Linked DNA regions of Oryctolagus cuniculus: region 2 is linked to region 1. The links are chromatin contacts, called in public Hi-C maps. All regions are on one chromosome and are shown on one strand. Each heading gives the region's core, a stretch centred on a gene start, on an enhancer-like site or on the middle of the called end of the contact. The rest is flanking DNA. Distances are from core to core; before and after follow the strand shown.

The links. Hi-C and Micro-C count contacts between places; a contact is called where the count stands out from the background.
Region 2: a Hi-C map of embryonic fibroblasts shows a contact between it and region 1, with 2.4 times the contacts expected there. The contact joins the enhancer-like site here to the promoter of SNX18 in region 1. A contact is called at or near these places in 5 of 6 Hi-C or Micro-C datasets (ear pinna, embryonic fibroblasts, liver and 2 more).

What each region holds. Positions count from the first base shown.
Region 1 is chr14:75,299,760-75,303,642 of mOryCun1.1, forward strand. SNX18 (sorting nexin 18) reads left to right here and starts at 1,952. Exons shown (of 8, transcript XR_011382047.1): 1 at 1,952-3,780.
Region 2 is chr14:75,449,646-75,453,706 of mOryCun1.1, forward strand. The region is part of intron 2 of SNX18 (sorting nexin 18); the gene reads left to right. Among named protein-coding and RNA genes, the nearest start is that of SNX18, 150 kb to the left of the region's middle. Within about 2 kb of position 2,691, at least 1 of the 8 cell types and tissues checked has an H3K27ac peak or open chromatin away from gene starts, as enhancers often do.

The DNA.
Region 1 (3,883 bases), core at 702-3,201:
ACGTGTTTAAATATTCTGGGTTAGCTTCTCCTGGGTCCATCAGAGAAACAAATCGTATTCTCCGTGTTTGGTCAATGTTGACTTCAAGTTTCTGACCACAGAGAATGCTGGCACTGAAATTCAGTGACTTCTGTTGCTTACTGTGAAAATAATCATAACCCAGAGTTTTCCGCTAAAAATGTGGTAATTCAGAATTGCTTGCTGAATTGAATTAAGGTTTTTCATTAGGATAAACACTGTGAGCAATTCTGGCATAGTGGGTCTGTGGTTTTGTGCAGGCTGCTGAGTATACCCTAAACCTTTTTAATCATGCTATTCTCTTCTGGCCTGTTTCCCAGATTTGCTTGAAAAGGGTCAGAGGACAGGCTGAAATTAATGATATATGAATGCAGAACCCCAATTAGAGGTGTCTTCAAAGGAATAATTAGGCTAGATTTCCTAAGAGGGGATTATGAGAAGAAAAGGCTTTGGGCAAATTATACACTAAAGGAGAGGAGGATAGGGAACAAGGCAACTACAGGAGCTGGGGCTGATTAATATTTCAGGAAGTGATTTTTGATCTGCCTATCTTAAAAATCATGTGAAGATATGGAGACTTAGAGATGACTGGAGACGGATGGACCCTGGCCTCAGGCTAGGAGTGGGGGTGTGACCCATGGGACCCTTTCCAATTCATTCTCCCTGCAATTGCAACTCTGTCAGCCGCCTTCTCTCTAGGAAAGAAGTCGGGGATTTTTGTTTTCCCAAATAACAACGACAGCAGCAAGAGCAGGAGCAAACCCTTGAGCTGCACTCACCACGCCCGGTGTGTGCCGTATACTGGTTCATGTCCTCATCGCTAGGGCACTGGTGCAGTGGTTAAGTCACCACTTGGGACATTTGTGTCCTGTATCGTACTGTCTGGTTCAAGTCCCCACTACACTGCTTTGGCCCCAGCATTCCTGCAATGCTCCCTCTGGGAGGCAGTTCAAGTACTTGGGTTTCTGCCACCCACAAGGGAAACCTGGATAAAGTTCCAGGCTGCCAGCTTCTTCAGCCTGTCCCAGCCCTGGCTGTTGAGGACATTTGAGAAGTGAACCAGTGGATGCAACAGCTAAGTCTCTGTGCCTTTCATATAAAATAAAAACAAAAACCCAACAAAAGACATCCAGCCCCATAACAATTTACATATATGTATATGTGTGTGAATATATATATTCATGTAATATATACATATGTAATACATATATATATATATTACATTACTAGGGGATTCTCACAAGGACCCTGGGAGGTAGGTACAAAATAAACGACTTGCTCAAGGTCACTAACTAGCGTCAGAACAGGTACTGGAACCCTGCAGCCCCACCTGAAGGCTAAGCTCTCATTCCCTGCAGGACACTCATCCTAGGAGGGCACAGGGACACATACAAAATGCCAGCTTCCCGTGCACTTACTTTTTTGCACATTCTAGCTCCTCCCTCCGGCTCTTGTCAATCTCCTGCCTTCTTGGCCAACAAGCTCCAGCGAGCAGAAGAGGTCAGGGAGCGTCAAGAGCCCTCAGCCCAGGCCACCTTTCTCCTTGCAGCAGTCGCGGATATTCGTTGCAAAATTCTTCTTTATACGCGTGGCTCGCGCTGTTCCAGCAGCATTCCCTCAGTGCTCACAGAGGGAAGGTTTATGAAGCGTACTTTCTAGGAAACGTTTTTAGCTTAAAAGCCTTTAAAAAAAAAAAAAGTCTCCGCTAATTCACCCCAATTAGAAACCTCCTCCTGAGGCGGGGCTGCCACCCCGGCGCGCCACTTCGCAGCAGCAGCCACCAGGGGGTAGTGGCCGCCGCGGATCTGGGACCCGGAAGGAGCGCGCGGCGGCTCGGCCATCGCTTGCTCTCGCCTGGCACGCGGCTCTCGGCCGTGGATTAGCGCAGCTGGGGACGTGGGAGGCCGCGGGCCCCGCCCCCGGCCGGCGGCGGCCCAGAGCGGCAGTCGGGACTGCGAGCGGCGCGGAGGGCGCGACCGGCTGGCCGTGGCGGCGGGGTGCGCGCTGCCTTCCGAGCTCCAGTCCGCGCGCGAGGGGGCTAGGGCGCGGGCGCGGGCGGCACCGCGGGGCCCCGTCGGACGGGCCAGGGCGAGAGGGCGCCGGTCTCGCGACCGCCCGCCCGGGGCGCCGGGACCATGGCGCTGCGCGCCCGGGCGCTGTATGACTTTCGGTCGGAGAACCCGGGCGAGATCTCGCTGAGGGAGCACGAGGTGCTGAGCCTGTGCAGCGAACAGGACATCGAGGGCTGGCTCGAGGGGGTCAACAGCCGCGGCGACCGGGGTCTCTTCCCGGCCTCATACGTGCAGGTGATCCGCGCCCCCGAGCCCGGCCCGGCGGGCGACGGCGGCCCGGGCGCCCCGGCCCGCTACGCCAACGTCCCGCCGGGCGGCTTCGAGCCCCTGCCCGCCGCGCCGCCCGCCTCCTTCAAGCCGCCGGCCGACGCCTTCCAGCCGCTGCTGCAGCCGCAGCAGGCGCCGCCGCCGAGCACCTTCCAGCCGCCGGGCGCGGGCTTCCCGTACGGCGGGGGCGCCCTGCAGCCGTCGCCCCAGCAGCCGCTGTACGGCGGCGGCTACCAGGCCAGCCAGGGCAGCGACGACGACTGGGACGACGAGTGGGACGACAGCTCCACGGTGGCCGACGAGCCGGGCGCGCTGGGCAGCGGCGCCTACCCGGACCTCGACGGCTCGTCGTCGGCGGGCGGCGGCGCGGCGGGCCGCTACCGCCTGTCCACGCGCTCCGACCTCTCGCTGGGCGCGCGCGGGGGCCCGGCGCCCGCCCAGCACCACGCGTCCGGGGCCAAGAGCTCGGCCACGGTGAGCCGCAACCTCAACCGCTTCTCCACCTTCGTCAAGTCGGGCGGGGAGGCCTTCGTGCTGGGTGAGGCGTCGGGCTTCGTGAAAGACGGCGACAAGCTGTGCGTGGTGCTGGGGCCCTACGGCCCCGAGTGGCAGGAGAACCCCTACCCGTTCCAGTGTACCATCGACGACCCCACCAAGCAGACCAAGTTCAAGGGCATGAAGAGCTACATCTCCTACAAGCTGGTGCCCACGCACACGCAGGTGCCGGTGCACCGGCGCTACAAGCACTTCGACTGGCTGTATGCTCGCCTGGCCGAGAAGTTCCCGGTCATCTCGGTGCCGCACCTGCCCGAGAAGCAGGCCACGGGCCGCTTCGAGGAGGACTTCATCTCCAAGCGCAGGAAGGGCCTGATCTGGTGGATGAACCACATGGCCAGCCACCCGGTGCTGGCGCAGTGCGACGTCTTCCAGCACTTCCTGACGTGCCCGAGCAGCACGGACGAGAAGGCCTGGAAGCAGGGCAAGCGGAAGGCGGAGAAGGACGAGATGGTGGGCGCCAACTTCTTCCTGACGCTGAGCACGCCGCCCGCCGCCGCGCTGGACCTGCAGGAGGTGGAGAGCAAGATCGACGGCTTCAAGTGCTTCACCAAGAAGATGGACGACAGCGCGCTGCAGCTCAACCACACGGCCAACGAGTTCGCGCGCAAGCAGGTGACGGGCTTCAAGAAGGAGTACCAGAAGGTGGGCCAGTCCTTCCGCGGCCTCAGCCAGGCCTTCGAGCTGGACCAGCAGGCCTTCTCGGCGGGCCTCAACCAGGCCATCGCCTTCACCGGAGATGCCTACGACGCCATCGGCGAACTCTTCGCCGAGCAGCCCAGGCAGGACCTGGACCCCGTCATGGACCTGTTAGCGCTCTATCAGGGGCACCTGGCCAACTTCCCGGACATCATCCACGTTCAGAAAGGTAAAGGCTGGCGCCTGGAGAGCGGATGACGCGGAGTGCGGGGGTTCAGGCCGCGAGGGGTGACGTGGACAGGGCACCAAGGTGGGTTTCAGGCCCATTGTGC
Region 2 (4,061 bases), core at 1,441-3,940, 150 kb after region 1:
GGGCTGTGAAGAAAGTCTGCTTTAAACTATGGCCAGTGCTCTAGAACACATGTGGAAAAATCTAAAAGAAATCCGATAGCTGAGCTGCTGGCTGTGAGTTTATCTGAAGCAAACCTTCCTTGGGAGTCCTCATTCAGATGAGCCAGTAGTTTCCTTTCCTATTTCAGGCCTGCTAGAGCCAGATTTTCTCTGCTTGCAATACATGTATGGTAAACACACATTTTGCAATAAAGATAAAGTTTCTCCTCTTAGCTTGCGAGCTTCTTGATCAGAGAGACAAAATTGGTTGAATGAATGAAAGAGCAAGAGAAGCAGAGGAGGCCTCAGAATCAGCCCTGAAGGCATTCGGATCTGGCTGAAGGGCCCATGAGAGTATTTCAGGCATGGAAAGCCAAGACACTCTGGCAAATAAATAAATAAATAAAAATAAAAAAATAAAAAGACCTAAATGAAAGATCTCTGTGAGTGAGATCCCAGTGGAAAGAACAGGCCATCAGAGAAGGAGGTACCTTTCTCTGAAGGGAGGAGAGAACTTCCACTTTGACTATGACCTTGTCTAAATAAGATCGGAGTCAGCAAACTCAAAAGGCTTCCACAGCGTTGGCAACTCATGACAAGAGCCTAGGGTGATTACTGTTGCCATAAACAAGAGTGTCAATTTGTTAAGTCAACAACAGGAGTCACTGTGCACTTACTCTCCATGTAGGATCTCTGTCTTTAATTTGTTGTACAATGTGAATTAATGCTATAACTAGTACTCAAACAGTACTTTACACTTTGAGTTTCTGTGTGGGTGCAAACTGTTGAAATCTTTACTTAATATATACTAAATCAATCTTCTTTATATAAAGATAATTGAAAATGAATCTTGATGTGAATGAAATGGGAGAGGGAGTGGGAGATGGGATGGTTGCGGGTAGGAAGGAAGTTATGGGGGGGGGGGGAAGCCACTGTAATCCAAAAGCTATACTTTGGAAATGTATATTTATTAAATAAAAGTTTAAAAAAAAAGAGAAGCAGAGGAAAAAAGATCAGTTGCTCATGTGTATTGAGGATGTGATAAAGATTGTTGTCATTCAACTGGCCATCTATTTATTTTCCTGAATCATAGACATTTAGCAGTGAAAGAGTTCAGCCCCCTGAAGGAGTCTTCAATCCCAGTATCCATGGCCTAGAACAGAGCTCATCTTGGTGGTAGGGGGCCCAGCTCTACCAGAACTTACGAAATCTAAAAAGCAAGGAATAACATGGAGGGAGTCCTACAGGCGAGACTGCATTTCATTTCACAAAATAAACAAAAGAAACTTTAACTCAGTCATCTGTGAATCAAGGTCTTGGCAATAAAGCACTTGGGGAACGGATGCGCGCAGGAGCCCTCTGCGGGAATGCTGCCCTTGACTCTAAGCTCACAGGGACTGGTATTCAGAGGCCTCAGCAGTGCCCAGCTCCACAGGTGAAGTTAGGAGAATGAGTGATAAAGGTGGCTTATGCAGGTGTGGGCCTTGCTTTCTTTACCTACAGCTATTATGAATCTCTGATGTTGTGATGTGTATGTATGTGAATCTGCACACATACACCCCTCCAAGGCAACGTTTTCTCTTGTGAGATTCAAAAGAAAAAAATTTGAATATGAACGAGAATAAATTTCTTACCACTTCCCCTGGTATTGCACGCGCTGGCCCATGCCCCCACCTCCGCCACCGCCCTCCTACCCAGACAGGAACCGCTTTGCTGTATGGGAAATGTTCGTCGGGAGGAAGTGCCTTGGCCTTAGCCTCTTGCTTTCACAGCATCAAAGGTCAGAGTGGTGAGTGCTATGGAAGAAGCATTGCATGCATAACTTTGAATTAGCACATAGGAAAGAAGGGCTCTCAGAGAGCAGTGGAGAGGAAATGATGGGTGGCAGAAAATGTTGCTCCAAGAACCAGGCTCTCAGCCAGACCCTGACATCATTTTTGAGACTCTTGGCAAGGACTTATGCTTCTCTGGGTTTTGATTTCTTTAATAGCAAAACAGAAAAGTTCTGAATAACAAGGTAAAGCACAATGGTTGCCTCTACCTGGATACATCCCTTGGACGAGAAGGAGGTCATCTTGCAGCTCCTCCAGGGCTTATCTCACAATGCCGGTAGCGCTTCCTGAGACATTGTCTGATGAGGGCCTTCTCTCTCCCCGACAGATGTTCAACAGCCTCCCCACCACCCTGAGGGCATCTCATTTCCAAAGGTCTGTGACTCCTCTCATGTTGTCCTATCCAAGAATAGATAAAAGGGACATTCACATGGTACCCCAAAACCATGGGGCTCACAACTGAGAGATCACCTGCAGAGGTGCCACAGAGGACCACATACCCATAAAGGGGCACCACCCATCAGTCACCCTTTCACTGAATAAATCCACATATTCATTCCTTAACTTCCCCTTTCTTTAAATATTTATTTGCATTCATTCACTCCCTCAACAAATATTACACTGCCAGGATTTGAGGGTATGAAAGTCAACAAAATATGGCCCTTCTCTTCTTGATGTTTAGTGTTCCATGAAGACAACAATGCAGTCCTGAGAAGAGGTTACAGTAGTACCCCTTTATCCAAGGTTTCATGTTCCACAGTTTTAGCTACCCGAGGTCAATAGAGCGCTGACAATATGAAATGAAAAATTCCAGAAATAAATTTTAAATTGAATAAGTTTTAAATTGAGCACCATTCTTAAAAAGTTGATCTCATAGAAGTTAAGAGGATAATGGCAGTTCTGAGAGGCTGGAGAGGGTCGGGGGTAAGAGGTACGGGGAAAGATTGATTAATGGGGGTGGGCCTCTGGTCTAGTGTAAAGATACTGCTTAGGATATTGAAGTCCCACGTTGGAATGGAGTACTTGGATTTGAGTCCCAGCTCTGCTCCCAATTCCAGTTGCTTGCTAATGTTCGCTCGGGGAGGCAGAAAGTGATAGGTGAAGTATTTGGATACCTGCCACCACATGGGTTACCTAGATTGAGTTCCTTGTTCTGGCTTCAGCCTGTTCCAGCTGTAGCTGTTGCAGGCATTTGGGGGAGGTGAAATAGTGCATGGGAGCGCTCGCTCTCTCTCTCTCTCTCTCTTTCTCTCCCTCTCTCATATCAATAAATAAATCTTTTAAAAATAAATAAATAAAGCAAGCACTAGTCTAAGTAGTGTGATGAAATCTTCCACTGTCCCAGCCCATACCACTTGGGACATGAATCATCCTTCTGTGTAGTGTAGCTACCCATTAGTCATCTAGTAGCTGTCTCGGCTAACAGATTGACTATTGCAGTACTTGTGTTAAGTAACCCCTGTTTTACTTAATAATGGCCCTAAAGCACAAGATTAATGATTCTGGAACTTCAGAAATGCCAAATAGAAGCTATAAAGTGTGGACGTCAAGTAAAAAGATGCAACATCTTATAAAGAAGAAAATCATAAGCTGATTCATCTATAATCAGCATAAAGTAAGCTTCATCATAGATATATATGTATGGGTAAAACAACATTCTATATATAGGGTTCAGTATGACCTGTGGTTTCAGGCATCTACTGGGGTTCTTAGAATGTACACCCATGTATGAAGGGGAACTGCTATAATTACATTGCCTTTGATAGAGAAGTCATAGTGTGAATGCTAAGAGAGCACACACACCAGTGTCTCCAGATTTTCGCAAAGGGAGCGACATGTAAGGGTGGGCAGCAGGAGCCAGCAGAGGAAGAAGAGGTAGGATGGTGGTGGTGGGAGCTGCTTCTGTGTTTCAGGCAAGGAACCACCAGTGAAGGCGTGAAGATGAGAGGCCATGGTAGATGCTTTGGAGACTGCATGAGAATAGGGTGTGGAGAATAGGGCGCTTTGAATAAAATGGTGGTGACAAGGAACCTCTGTAGATTCTTGAGCAAGACAATAGCATAAATGCTTTAGAAAAATAATCCGTTTCCTATGTTGAACATGCATTGGTAGTGACAGAGACCAGAGGTAGGAAGAGGAAGAGGAGTAAGGGGATAATAATGAAGGTAAGGACTGGAGTGTTGTCCACAAAAACGGAGACTACAGAACTGG